Linked DNA regions of Rattus norvegicus: region 2 is linked to region 1. Evidence: chromatin contacts called from public Hi-C data. All regions are on one chromosome and are shown on one strand. The core of a region is the stretch at or near the end of the contact, and the rest is flanking DNA. Distances in the headings are between cores, read along the strand shown.

What was found. A called contact is a pair of places that touch in the nucleus more often than the background predicts.
Region 2: a Hi-C map of kidney shows a contact between it and region 1, with 3 times the contacts expected there. The contact joins the enhancer-like site here to the promoter of Arl15 in region 1. A contact is called at or near these places in 8 of 12 Hi-C or Micro-C datasets (the A7r5 cell line, Schwann cells, frontal cortex and 4 more).

Annotation. Positions count from the first base shown.
Region 1 is chr2:47,167,128-47,173,986 of GRCr8, reverse strand. Arl15 (ADP-ribosylation factor like GTPase 15) reads right to left here and starts at 2,599. Exons shown (of 5, transcript NM_001399590.1): 1 at 2,451-2,599. The coding sequence starts at 2,498. It also overlaps the pseudogene Blvra-ps1.
Region 2 is chr2:47,238,082-47,244,940 of GRCr8, reverse strand. All of the region lies in intron 1 of Arl15 (ADP-ribosylation factor like GTPase 15), which reads right to left. It also overlaps the pseudogene Blvra-ps1. Among named protein-coding and RNA genes, the nearest start is that of Arl15, 70 kb to the right of the region's middle. Within about 2 kb of position 4,765, at least 3 of the 93 cell types and tissues checked have an H3K27ac peak or open chromatin away from gene starts, as enhancers often do.

The DNA.
Region 1 (6,859 bases), core at 1,350-3,849:
CACACACACACACACACACACACACCCTCTACCTCTTTTTGCCTTCCTTGGACTCCTCTCCTCCAAATAAAACAAGTTAACTGTGACACCCAAATAAAGAACAATGGGCAACACCTCCACAAACAGCTTTTCTTTCCAACATAACAACAAAAATACAGAGCACTATTTAAAGAGAAGAAAAGACCACACACCAGGACAGACAACACACCAGGACAGATGACACTCCATTACTCCTGACAGGTGTGAACAGAGCGCTCACTCCAGTCCCCTCAGCAAAGCCTGCTGTCCAACTTGGAATGAAAGAAACCTTTTCCCCCTCCTGGAAGGGAAATAAAAGGACTTAGGAATCGATTAATAAGATGCCAAGCACAGTCAAATCGATTCTGGTTTGTTTTTTTTTTTTTTTTCAGAAATGGGATTTTAAACAGACACCAGGCAAAGACTGTGTGAATGAGGAAAAAAGCGGTATAGCTCACTGTCTTCTCTAAGAGTGGATCAACGAAACAGCACAGTAAAGCTATCTGGGGAAGGCCGGACTTTGTTTTTTCCTCTCTGGTCCATTTAGTAGTGAAGGACTTTCTTTAGTGTTTTCACAGAGATACCTAACACACTCATAAAACCTGACCTGTCTCCTTTAAGACTTTGTTTTCTCCCCACCCCCACCCCTACCCCACCCCCCAGTATAGGCAATGACTTTTATGGGGCAGTTACTTCCACACTGAGGAATTTTTGAAAGCATACGGAAAGTGACAAAACAATGATTTTAGACGAAAGCCAAACAAGGTACTGGAGCAAAACAGGTAAAACAGACAGGCCAAGTCAAAGTCAAACCCAGAGCTCAGAGACTGTGACCTACACTCCCAGTGTAACCTTATGCCTACCATTATTCATCCACCTATCCTGAACCCGTGTTGAGATGGAAGTTAACCTGAGTAATTTGTATTTCTGTTTTCCCACAGTTCTTTTAGTGGGCCTGGTACCTTAAAGACGGCTATGTGCTGCAGTCCTGCAACGGTCTCAGCAGTTCACGAGAACCCCCGAATTCCTCCCTGAATCGCTATGTATTCAAAACTAGCAGTACAAGTAAGATATCCTATACTTTCTTCTTATTTGGTAATTTTTCTCACCAAACTAGCTTTTTGTGAGGCAGATTACAAGACATAACCATAGCATGGTATGGGATGAACTACAAATCAATCGACCATTCAACTTTCAAAATAGCCTTCTGGACACACTTGAGAGTTATCAACCTACAGGGCACATAAAGAATGTTCCCAAACAGATAACTCACTTAACCTGATACAGTGGTAACGCCCCTTTATGACAAATATACACGTTACTACCATAAATACATAAACAGCAAAGCCAGATTCCAACTGAGATTCTTTGATTTCGGCTCCGTTCTCAAGGTCGTGCCATAACTGGTCTCCATCCTTGCCAGTTCCTACCCAGATCTAAATAAAGCCTCACACAGGTAACATTACAACGCAGCCCTCTCTTTCCTGATCTGGAAAGTAGTCAGTCTTTCTCCGTACAGCCTTAAGTGTAATTCCTAGAAGGCACTAGCAAATCTCTGCCAGGCCAATCTGCAGTGGAAAACCATGTGTCCTACAGGATGACAGGAGGGCCAACGCTTCTAACCATCTACTTCAGCTCTGCATGGTAACAGCGGTTCGTTCTAACAATATCAACACAGTAATTGTTTAGGATTGAACACAGTTCACGTCAAAGAGGATCTGCTTGACCACAAACAGGCAGCTCTGTGGAAATACAATTTCTGGAACAAAACACGAGCTTGCACAATTCTAGAAACACGTATAAGTGTCCCGTTCCTACGCTGTGCAAAAAAAACTTTTTCCACCTAAACTTCCCAGCACAGGGCTGATCTAAAACCGGTTGCCAAACCGTGCACACCATGCACAACAGCAGCGTGCACCACAACCAGAGCCGTGGGGCAATGCCTGTCCCTGCCCAATCCTGCTCAGGCCGGGTTGCAATGTGGTTTAGTCCAGTCTACTTTCTGGTAATGTGTTTTTAAAATCCCGCCACGACCCAGGTCATTCCTTTAGAGATCTAATAACAACCAAATGACCAGACCTGCCGGGCACTTAGAGAGCTATTCTTCTTATGGCTCTTTAATAGCACCTGGAGTTCTGCTAAGGGGAGAGCGGAAAACTCCAGCTTCCCCGGAAAGAAAGTCCTGCGCCGGGAGCGCGGAGAGGCGCGCGGAGCGTGGCCCCATCTCCCGCAGTCCCGCCGGTCCCTGCCGCGCCTTTACCTGTCAGCCCGGCCTCTCCCCGGACGCCGCCCCTCAGAGCCAGCCCTGGGAGAAAGCCACTCAAGGCATCCCATCCCAAAGAAAGAAAGCCGAGAGGCTGCTGCTCCAAGCAGGGGGCCATGGGCCACCGCGAGATCCGAGGGGCGACATGCCGCCCGCGCCCCGCACCTACCAGATAATCCATGTACAGAAACGCCTCAGTTATCCGGAGATCAGACATCCGGCAGCCTAAAGCATCCGGAATGGCTCCGAACCCGGAAAAAAAAAAGCAGCGTCTTGGGCTGCGAGCGAGCAGCTACTGAAAAAGCCAGCAACAGCGAAAATCGCCGAGAGCAGCCGAGGAGCCGAAGATTACACCAGGGGAGCGGCGATTGGCTGGGAGGGCGGGCAGAGGAAAAGGAGCGCGCTCATTGGCCGGAGCGCCTATAAAAGGCAGTCCCCCGGTGGAGGGCAGCAGAGAAGCGCGGGACTCAGTAGAGTCCTGGTTCCTGTGTGCTGGGGGAGGGGTGGGCGGAAACGCGCTGCGGCCGGCGGAGCCTCGGCGGCTCCCTCAGCCTCCAGTCCGCTGGAGACCAGACTAAGCTCCCAGCCAGAGGCTGAAGAGCAGCGGTGTCCCCGCCCACCCCTTCATAAGAAACCAGCCCGGGGCGCTGGGAGGGCAGAGTAATCACCGAAACTTACTTTCTCTGCCCCGAGCGGCTTCCAGTGGCCTTGAGAGACCGAGGACCTTAGGGTTAGAAGGGCAGACACCTCAAAGAAAGCAAGTTGTGCACTACCCGGAACCGCATTGGCCCTCCAGGGTGTCTGCTACGGCAGACAACTTGAGCTTGACCCTTCTGCGGCTCAGCACCAGTGCAGCCCAGGTTAGGAACCTAGAGGCTGTTAGAACTTAAGCAACCTTGAGGAAAGTCGCTTAAAAGTCCAGTTAGTTACATTGATCATGATCCAATGTCCCTGAATAAGATCGTGACCTCTAAAGGACCCAACTAATACTGCTCGTGAACCTTATCTTAGAAAAAAAAGAAGTCTAAGAGCAGATGAACTTGAGACTTGTGCGTTTCCTAGTTTAAAAAAAAAAAAAAAAAAAGCACAAGGCTCTGGGTTCGGTCCCCAGCTCCAAAAAAAAAAAAAAAAAAAAAAAAAAAAAAAAAAAAAAAAAAAAAAAACCTTGGAATTGAGTGAAGATGGAGTCAAACAAGAGGTAAAGATAACAGTCGGTTCTGGATTTTTTTTTTCTTCCAAGATTCAGGCTAGAATGATCATACACTCAATCAAAGCAAAGATAAAAGAAGATAACCTGCCATTTGGAGTTCGCTACGGAGAGAAGTAAAATATAACCCACGCCAAAACTGAATATTAAAAGTGTGCCATATCGGGGTTGGGGATTTAGCTCAGTGGTAGGGCACTTGCCTAGCAAGCGCAAGGCCCTGGGTTCGGTCCCCAGCTCCGAAAAAAAGAAAAGAAAAAAAAAAGTGTGCCATATCTTTTGTACCCGTAATTCCGTTTCTAGACATTCTTAGGATAAAAAAGCTGTGCGCGGCGTTATAAGTGAACGTTTGCTGCAATGTTTCTAATAGAATCTTGCAGGTGTGGTGCTGCTTTTAATCCCAGCAAAGAGACATGAAGATCCTTGAGTTCAAGACCACCTGGACTACAGAATAAATTCCAAAAACAGCAGGGCTACACAGAGAAACCTTGTCTTGGGGGAAAAAAGAAGAACCTCATATGATTTGTTAACAGGGCACACTTACACAATAAAACTTTATACAGCTGTTAAACATTTATGAAGTTTCATAATATGATGAAGTTTACAGTGAACTCATATTCTTTGCTCAGATGTCACAAGTCAAAGGAGTATTCGGAATGATAGAATTTGGAAGACTAGGTTGCAAAAATACTATTCTGTTATTTCCTGCCAAACACTGCTACCCTTTAAGGCAGAGGTGACTGAAGTTTCCCTCTACCCCTGCCCCTACACACACACACACACACACACACACACACACACACACACTTTTTGTGTGTGAGTCTTCAGGTAACAAATATCATTGCAAGTTTACTGCAGGACAGTGAAAATAGTTGTTATTTTAAAAAAAACTGTATTGTTCATTATAGAAAACCATAGAATTCACCCTAAATATACACATAATCAAGGTAGGGCGTGCAGCCCCTTCTGCTCCCGGGTCATGTGCCATATGACCAAATGCACTATCTAATCTCTGAACCTGTTTCCTCAGCTACAAAAGGAGGAAAGAGGGTTTTCAGGGTAATTAGAGGACTTTGATTGTATACATACACGTGTACAGGGCTGGCCTTTATTGATATAATTGCCAAGGTATATGTGTTTAATAACTTATTGAAAGGAGTTATTTTGGTTTTGTTTGCTTTGTTTTGGTTTTACTCCAGGCCTGGGGAGTCTCCATTGCGTTAAGCCAGTAGATCCATTTTTTTTTTCCTTATTTTTCCTGTTAACTCGAATACAGGTAAGTTTAAAAGAGAGTTCTGACCTGGATGCTAAAGCTGGAAGACTTCCATAAACCCAGTCTTTGCCACCTCCAGTTGAAATTCCAGAAATCAAAAACCCTTCCAAGTTCTAGCAAAAGTAACGTAGTCAAGCAATAATTCGTTTTCCCTTATTTTTCCGTTTTCTTTCTCTCCATGATTTGGCATATCCCAAAATGAGATTAAAAAGCCGAGTTAGCAGAGAGCCTTCCCATTCATCATCTCAGTGATTACGTAAAGTTTTAAACGGTCTGGTGATATCTACGTGAAAAAAAAGCACGTGGGAGCACTTGGCTTCTGCATTTCCCTTAACGCCTAAACTTAGGGAAACATCATTAGGCTAAATAATAGGTTCTGCTGCCTCTAGGAATCAAAATCAGTAAATGGACCCAAAGCAGAGATATGGAAAAATCTGTCTACAGAAAAGTTCTGAAGACAGATAGCATCATGGTATTATCTGAATCCGAATCATTTGCACCTTTATTATGACTATGAAGTGAAATAATATGAAAACAGGTTCAGTCTAGTATATTTCTAAAATCATATTTTGCATTTTGGAAGAATCATTGAAAAAAATCTGAAGCTCCAGCAGAACCCCACATGGGGCACAGTTTTTCAGTTAGGGGTCTTCTGAGACGGTAATAGAGTAGAATATTCCCACTAATAAAGGGCAAACGCCAGCTCCTCTGAGCTGGTTTCAGCACAAGGCACTACTAGCAGCCGTTGTCTCTGATGCAAGGTCCTTAGTCACATCCTGAAGAGATTTGGGATGCGTTTATTTAACTGGCCCTACTACCTCCAATTAACAGGCTTCAGTCCTCAATAAGGCATGATCTCATTTAGCCCTGTCTCCCTTAGTTAAAAACAATGACTCTCTTCCAGGTGCATTAAAAAAAAAAAAAAAAAAGGAGAGAGAGACCCAACCGCCTGGTCAGGTGGGCACTCCTGAGGCTGCAGAGCGGAAGAGACCACCAACACTGCTAACCCCTGCCCACATCCCTGGCCCAAGAGGAAACTGTATAAGGCCTCTGGGCTCCCGTGGGGGAGCGGCAGGACCCCTGCCAGAGACACTGCCGGACCCTGAAGGAAACAGACCGGATAAACAGTTCTCTGCACCCAAATCCCGTGGGAGGGAGAGCTAAACCTTCAGAGAGGCAGACAAGCCTGGGAAACCAGAAGAGACTGCTCCCTGCACACACATCTCGGACGCCAGAGGAAAAAGCCAAAGACCATCTGGAACCCTGGTGCACTGAAGCTCCCGGAAGGGGCGGCACAGGTCTTCCTGGTTGCTGCCGCTGCAGAGAGCCCCTGGGCAGCACCCCACGAGCAAACCTGAGCCTCGGGACCACAGGTAAGACCAAATTTTCTGCTGCAAGAAAGCTGCCTGGTGAACTCAAGACACAGGCCCACAGGAACAGCTGAAGACCTGTACAGAGGAAAAACTACACGCCTGAAAGCAGAACACTCTGTCCCCATAACTGACTGAAAGAGAGGAAAACAGGTCTACAGCACTCCTGACACACAGGCTTATAGGACAGTCTAGCCACTGTCAGAAATAGCAGAACAAAGTAACACTAGAGATAATCTGATGGCGAGAGGCAAGCGCAGGAACCCAAGCAACAGAAACCAAGACTACATGCCATCATCGGAGCCCAATTCTCCCACCAAAACAAACATGGAATATCCAAACACACCAGAAAAGCAAGATCTAGTTTCAAAATCATATTTGATCATGATGCTGGAGGACTTCAAGAAAGACATGAACACACTTAGGGAAGCACAGGAAAACATTAATAAACAAGTAAAAGCCTACAGAGAGGAATCGCAAAAATCCCTGAAAGAATTCCAGGAAAACACAATCAAACAGTTGAAGGAATTAAAAATGGAAATAGAAGCAATCAAGAAAGAACACATGGAAACAACCCTGGATATAGAAAACCAAAAGAAGAGACAAGGAGCTGTAGATACAAGCTTCACCAACAGAATACAAGAGATGGAAGAGAGAATCTCAGGAGCAGAAGATTCCATAGAAATCATTGACTCAACTGTCAAAGATAATGTAAAGCGGAAAAAGCTACT
Region 2 (6,859 bases), core at 3,516-6,015, 69 kb before region 1:
CAGCAACCATTTGTTTTGTTTCAATTTTTCCACGTTTACAACTCTTCCTGTTTCCTTTCCAAATCCACTTTCCCCCCACTCTGTGACACATGGAAACACGCTGGCTTCTCTGCCCTCTGCATGCACCCGACAGGGCAAGCCTGGGTAGGTAGCCTGCTCTCTGTAAAAACACACGTTTTCCCAGACCTATATTTGAATCATTAGTATTAGAAATGTAGTGGGCATTCCAGGCCGTGTCCAGGAACTCTACCACCTTATTAGTCCCCTAACCAAGATGGACGTTCTGTTTCCTCCTGACAACTCCAGTTATGGTTCCAACAAAAGGACTGAGGGAAAAGGACTATTGAAAAAGTCAGTATAACTCAGAGAGGCATTAAGACACAGACATTGTTCCAGAAGAGAACTAGGGTGAGTTAAAACATTAACCTGAAAAACCTGTCAGAAACACTGAAACCACATCCATTCTAGTGACGAGGGTTTAATGTAACAAACAGTTGAACATGAATTCAAGAGCTGGAAAAGCCAAACGGAGACCATGGGAGCTCAGAGCCAATCGGAGGGAACTCAGGAGGTTGTAGAGCCTGAGGAACAGGCGGCTGGCCTGAGGAGAGCTGCTGCCCAGCTGGCGCCTGGGAATCCGGAATGAATCTGAAGCCTGTGGAGCCGCACAAGGCAGACTCGCCATCCTCAGATTAATCTGTTTGCACTTGGGAAAAGCACTTGGAGGTATCTGTGAGGGGTTACTTCCCCTCCTGTTTACAGGGACATCTTTGACATTCTTACAGCATAAAGGCCACTTCTGCCACCTTGGCTGTCGGTGGTCGCCTCTCAGGTTTCAACACTCATTCCTCCACTAAGCCTTCTCCAAGTATCTGGAGACTTAGACCATGAGAGGGCATCCTCTGGAACATGCGGCTCAAGTGCGACCTTCCTAGAAAACCAGACTCGGGGAATAAGCTCAAGCCATACTAAGATTGCAAGGTTTTGTTTTTCCTTCCCTGATAACTTGTGTTTTCTTAGCTACCAGTTCCAGCACACATCCGCTGAGAGGAATTTCACAGAATTTGGCCGACTGTACCGCCCCCTGGTGGCTAACTGCAGGAAGGCTATACGCTAGGAAATCCTGAGAGCACAGAACCTTAGACAACCAGAAAGGGGAATTTACTTTATTGGAGAACTAGGAAGAGCTGGTATAACAGAGTATAACCTATAAAAGCAAGATGCAAACAATACGGAGCACAGTTTCACAGGCAGAAATCTGATTTGGGCCTTTCTTATTTAACTAAGAACAACTGCAGCCAAAGGAATCTGTCACATCTCACTGATCGGATTTGTCCTGCTAGCCTCTCTGTTTTATAATGCTCTTTAGGGCGGGGCCTAAGCTGTGCTGCCGACGAGAGCTGGGGTGCTTCTCACACACAACCCGGGTTCAGAAGGACTTGGCTAAGGCTATGTCTCTACGAATGTATCCAGGACCTCCTGGAACATTACCAGATCCCATCCACAGATAAAAACCTTGGGAACTGAGCCGCAAGTCTTGTGTCTTCCTGATGCCTTTGTACAATCATTGTAATGAAGGCAAAGGGTGGCTTGGAAGCTCCTGGGCAAGTGTTACCTGAGCAAGGTACAGCAAGAGGGAGCTTTGAATCAAGACAGACAGATTCGGTTTACAAAGGAATTGGCCAGCCAGGGCATGGTGCATATGCTTTCCTTCCTGGCACTCTGGAGGTGGAGATGCACAGATGTCCATGAGTTCTAGGCCAGCATATAGATACACGGTGAGACCCTGTTTCAAGAAAAGCAAAATGGGCTGGACAGATGGCTGAGCGGTTAAGGGTGACTGCCCTCCCAGAGGTCCTGAGTTCAAATCCCAGCAACCACAGGGTGGCTCACAACCATCTGTAATGAGACCTGATGCCCTCTTCTGGTGTATCTGAAGACAGCTACAGTGGACTCATATATAATAAATAAATAAACCTTTAAAAAAAAAAACCAAACAAACAAAAAACCCAAGGACGGTTCCTCCAAGTGGCTGTGTGGAAATGTATTCTCTCTTCTTAGTGGTGTGCCTTCTCTGGTTCATCCTCCCTCCCTACAGACAGCTGGTGCTAGAAGATAGCACTTGACAGGGAAAAGGCTCTTAACAGTCCCCTGTCCCCCCTACTCCCCTGGGAATTATTTGGAGGCACATACTTCTCTGGGTCCCTTCAATTAACCAAGGTTTTATCACCATCATACACACACACAGAGAGAGAGAGAGAGAGAGAGAGAGAGAGAGACTACAATAGCTTCTGGTACAAAGGGCTCCTTAAAATTGAAATCAGCTCCTCTTAGCCACCAGGATTCCATAACCATCTCCACTCCACATCGCAACATCCACCACCAATCCTACCGATTTGATGGCCATACACGACAGTCCCCTCGTGCCTCAGGTTAAGAACTGGAGTGAATTTACTCTGACAGTTAACAGGGCTAGCTCCCCAAAAAAAAGCAAAATAGAATTCTACACTTAAACTTGGTTTACATCCCCCAGCCCACTCCCAAAGAAGTGAAAGGCGCCCTCTAGTGGACCTTAATAAACTCAGAGAACGCAAGACCTGTCTGGATTGCTAGCAGCTGGCACCTTACAACAGAAGGCTCAAATATGACCCGAATGTGGGGGCATGAGTGACTTTTTTTTTTCGTAGTATGACTTAAGAACTAAGAAAATGTGAGACTAACTCTTATGAGAGTTACCAATAATTAAATGCTAATAGGAACATGGGATCACAAATCAAGCCCTTCCTTCTTAAATTCTTACGGGTTGACTATTGCATTTAGTCAGGGTTCTGGGTACACACACACACACACACACACACACACACACACACACACACACACAGAGGAACTCATTAGAATCACTTACAGGCTGAGACCCAGCAATAGCTGTCTATCAATACAAGTCCCAAGAGGGCAGAACTTGTTCAGTCCACAAGGCTGGATTCCTCAGCCAGTCTGCAGTATACACCAGAATCCCTAAGAAGTGGGTTCTCATGCCGGTGAGGGAATGCACTCGCTAGTGAGACAGAGAGAGCCGGCAAAGATCAGGAGCCTCCTTCTCCCCTGTCCTTTCTATCGGCTGCCAGCAGAAGGTGGAATCCAGACTAGAGGGAGATCTTCTCACCTCAAAACACCCAGATTAAAAGTGGGTCTTCCCACTTCCAAAAAGAAAGAAGCACTCAGCTGGGTGGTGGCGTCCCACACCTTTAGTTCCAGTCCTTGGGAGGCAGAGGCAGGCGAATCTCTGAGTTCCAGGCCAGCCTGGTCTACAGAATTCTAGGACAGCCAGGGCTACAAAAGGAACCTTATCTTAAAAAAAAAAAAAAAAAAAAAATGGGGCAGGTGTTCCCAGACCCATGCAGTCAAGTTGACAACCAAGAATAGCAAGTTAGGCTGACCAAAAATAGCAGTGACAATAGCATTAGCTATCCCAAATAATCCGCCAAATCATGTTTCCCTAATGGAGCAAATATGCCTTAAGTGCTTAGAAGGGCTAATTAATGCTAACATAGAATACAGGTGATTATTAACCCAACTTCCAGATATTAAAATGGCCCTCAACTCACAGCTATGAGACCTGCAAAGCCCTTGGAAAGTTAGAGCCAAGGCTTGAGGAGTCCCTTTGGTTGACTTTTTAGGCTAATGTCAAAAAAAATAAATCTATGCAAGTTTCTCTAAATGACATAGGTGAGAAAAAGATACTCGGCTTTATGCATAATACCAGAAAATGTAATAAATAATGGGATTATTAAATTATTATTAAAATAGATTGAAAAATAGTTATAGGCTATTGAGTAATGGGTTGAGTTATATCTTTAGAACACATACATCCAGATTTATGGAAGCGTACATTTATTGAGAGGAGGAATTATATATTAACAGAAAAGGAGTGACAGATTTTCTTTTTACTGTTTAAAGGTTATAAGCAATTTTAATTAAAAATAATTAAATAGGAAAGGAAATTTTTAGTGTATTATGAACACTATTGTTTTTCCTAAATAAAAACAATTCAAGTTAGTTCACAAGGATACCAAAAGACTGAATAACAGTAGAAATGGTCTATTTGATTTTAAAATTGTGGGACGTCTTTATCAAAGAAACTCACTGTCTAACTCCCACAGTGAGGACACAGGCATGGGTGGCATAGAAGCCCTCCCTGCCACACTTAAAACCTGGCAGGGACAGCTAATCTAGTCCGATTTCTACTGTCTGCCTGGATGAAAGAGTATATTCCTTGTTTACTCTTAAATTCTGGGATCTATAAATAGCCGTAATACTATCACAGAGATATCGTCTGGCCTTGAACTTGGAATTCTTGTACACTAGCTTCCGCTACTGCAACTTAACGAACACAATGCTTCGATGAGAACTGGCTTCATTACGCTCGGCTAGAGGTGAAGAACTAAACATTCAGTGGTACTGCCACACAGAAGCCACCAGGGGGCACATCCTTCCACCTGTGACTTGAGGAGCAGCTCCCAAAACAAGTATTTCTTTCTGAGTCAGTTTAAACAGCCAGACAGAGCTAAGGCAATCCTCTCAGGTCACACTTCCTATGAAATTCTCCTGGCCCTTCATGATGTGTCCCCCCTCCGATCACAACATTGGCTGGCACCTCCTACAACAGGATCTCTTTGTGCAATCAAAACTCTTTCACCTCATACCCCATGTGTAGCCTACAATTACCACAAGTTTAGAAATTCATTTCCTATGACTCTGCTACTTCCTATCAGTCAGCTCAACTGCCTCAAGAAAATGGAACTGGCACACCCCTTGTTAACAGGCAGAACTTAAAACTAAAGTCAGAGTGAGCAATGCATGGCGTGTGGCCCAGTTGGAGTGACAATGAAGTTTCAAACTCACGTTACGTGGGAAACAGTTCAACAGGCTTCTTCTTTAAGACACATTCTGACCTCCCTTGGTATTTATTACTTCCCAACTTCTCTATCTATGAAGTCAGAGTGTCTATCTGGGATTTTATGCTGGCATGTATTTCTAAAAACATGGAAATGGATTATATAAAACGATATTAAAATAAGAAGAATCCCACAAATAAGATGGCAAACACAGTCCCCACAAATTAAGCTGAGTCTTAAACAAATTCTCATTGGATTTACATTTTAAATGCAATAAAATAAAATGAAATCACAAGAGCATAGGTCTAAAGTAGTGGTAGCTTATAAGATAGAATTTTTATGGGGGTTGGGGATTTAGCTCAGTGGTAGAGCGCTTGCCTAGGAAGCGCAAGGCCCTGGGTTCGGTCCCCAGCTCCGAAAAATAGAACCAAAAAAAAAAGATAGAATTTTTATTAAAAGATTTATGTATTTTACTTTTATGTATGGGTGCTTTGCATGCATGTATATATGTGTGCGCACCATTTTCATGCAGTTCCCGAGGAGGCCACAAGAGGGCATCGGATCCCCTAGAACTGAAGTTAGGGGACCTTGGTGAGCGGTCTGTAGATTTTAGGAAATGAACTGAGTCCTCTGCAAGAAAAAGCAAGAGCTCTTAACAGCTGAGCCACTTCTCCAGCCCCAAAATTGGTGCATTCTTCTGGTTGGGGACCAGGATTCAAAGACTACCTGATTACTCTTCCCAAATAATTATTCTGTTAATCCTTGCTGTCACAGTCATTACTTTATCCCTGAGTTTAACGACCGTTGGAAAGCACTTGGATGGCAGAAGAGAAAGCAACCTGACATGTGGTGGCTAGAGCTAAACCCAGCCTTGCGGCTGGTGACCCTTTGCTTTCCAGAGGTATTACAAGTGAGTCCAGCAGGCCCAGCTGCAAATTCCGAGGTAGAAAACTTTTCACCCCAGGACTGGTTCTACAATACACAACGACGAAAGACAGGGAGCAAGGAGGGAAAGAGGACACTGCCGGGTGGTGTCCCCAAACCCCCTGACTTCTAAAACAAACAGAATACAAAATCTTTGTGACCAGACCAGTGTGTGGCCACTTTCCCCAGGGAGGGCTTTATTGGGCACTAGAGGCCATCTTTTTTTTTTTTTTTTTTTTTGGTCATCTCAAAGTCGTTACAAATTCATATTCTTTAGCAGTTCTTACTCAGGAATTTCACCTTGACATTAAGCCAACCTCACAGACCAAGCGCCACTTCAAAGAGGAAGAAAATCCTTGAGTAAATGTTACAGTGTTTTCCAAATCACTCTCAAGGACACCAGGTCACTGGGATAAAATCAAGGGCATTTCTCGGGCTGGACAGGTGGTTTACAGACATCAGCACTGGACCCTAACTTCACTCACAGCATCAATACCCAACTCAAGTCCAATGCCTTGGGGCCTCCTTCCTAGGGCTGTAGATGATTCTTCTGAAGAGGACACAGAACCAGATCCAAGTCCAGGATTCTGTGGTCAGAGCTGGGAGGGTTGGTTCCATCCTGCAGTACCCTGCCTGATGGAGACAGCATACAGGCGTGTATGCCAGTGTGCTATAAAACAGACACTAAGGGTAGCCACACAACTATCACTGAGTATGAAATTAATCATGCGGTGAGGCAGGGTGCTTTTATTAATACGATTCTGAAGATTCCGTACGATGTAATCTAGAAGCGACTAGCTCTGTTGTCTAAACAACGGCAAAACAAAACCAAGCAAGCAAACAAAACAATACAAGTATAGTTCGAGTATCACCTCTACAGTCACAGGCTTGTGTGTAATAAGACAAAAATCTCCTTTCTACGCAAATGTTAGCATAGCTAAGCGAATATAACTGTGCGACCAGCCTTCCTTCCTCCCACAGATACTGATGAGGTATTTTGGTTTTTCTGGGGTCGCAAGAGGTTCTTCCGCTAGACAGGG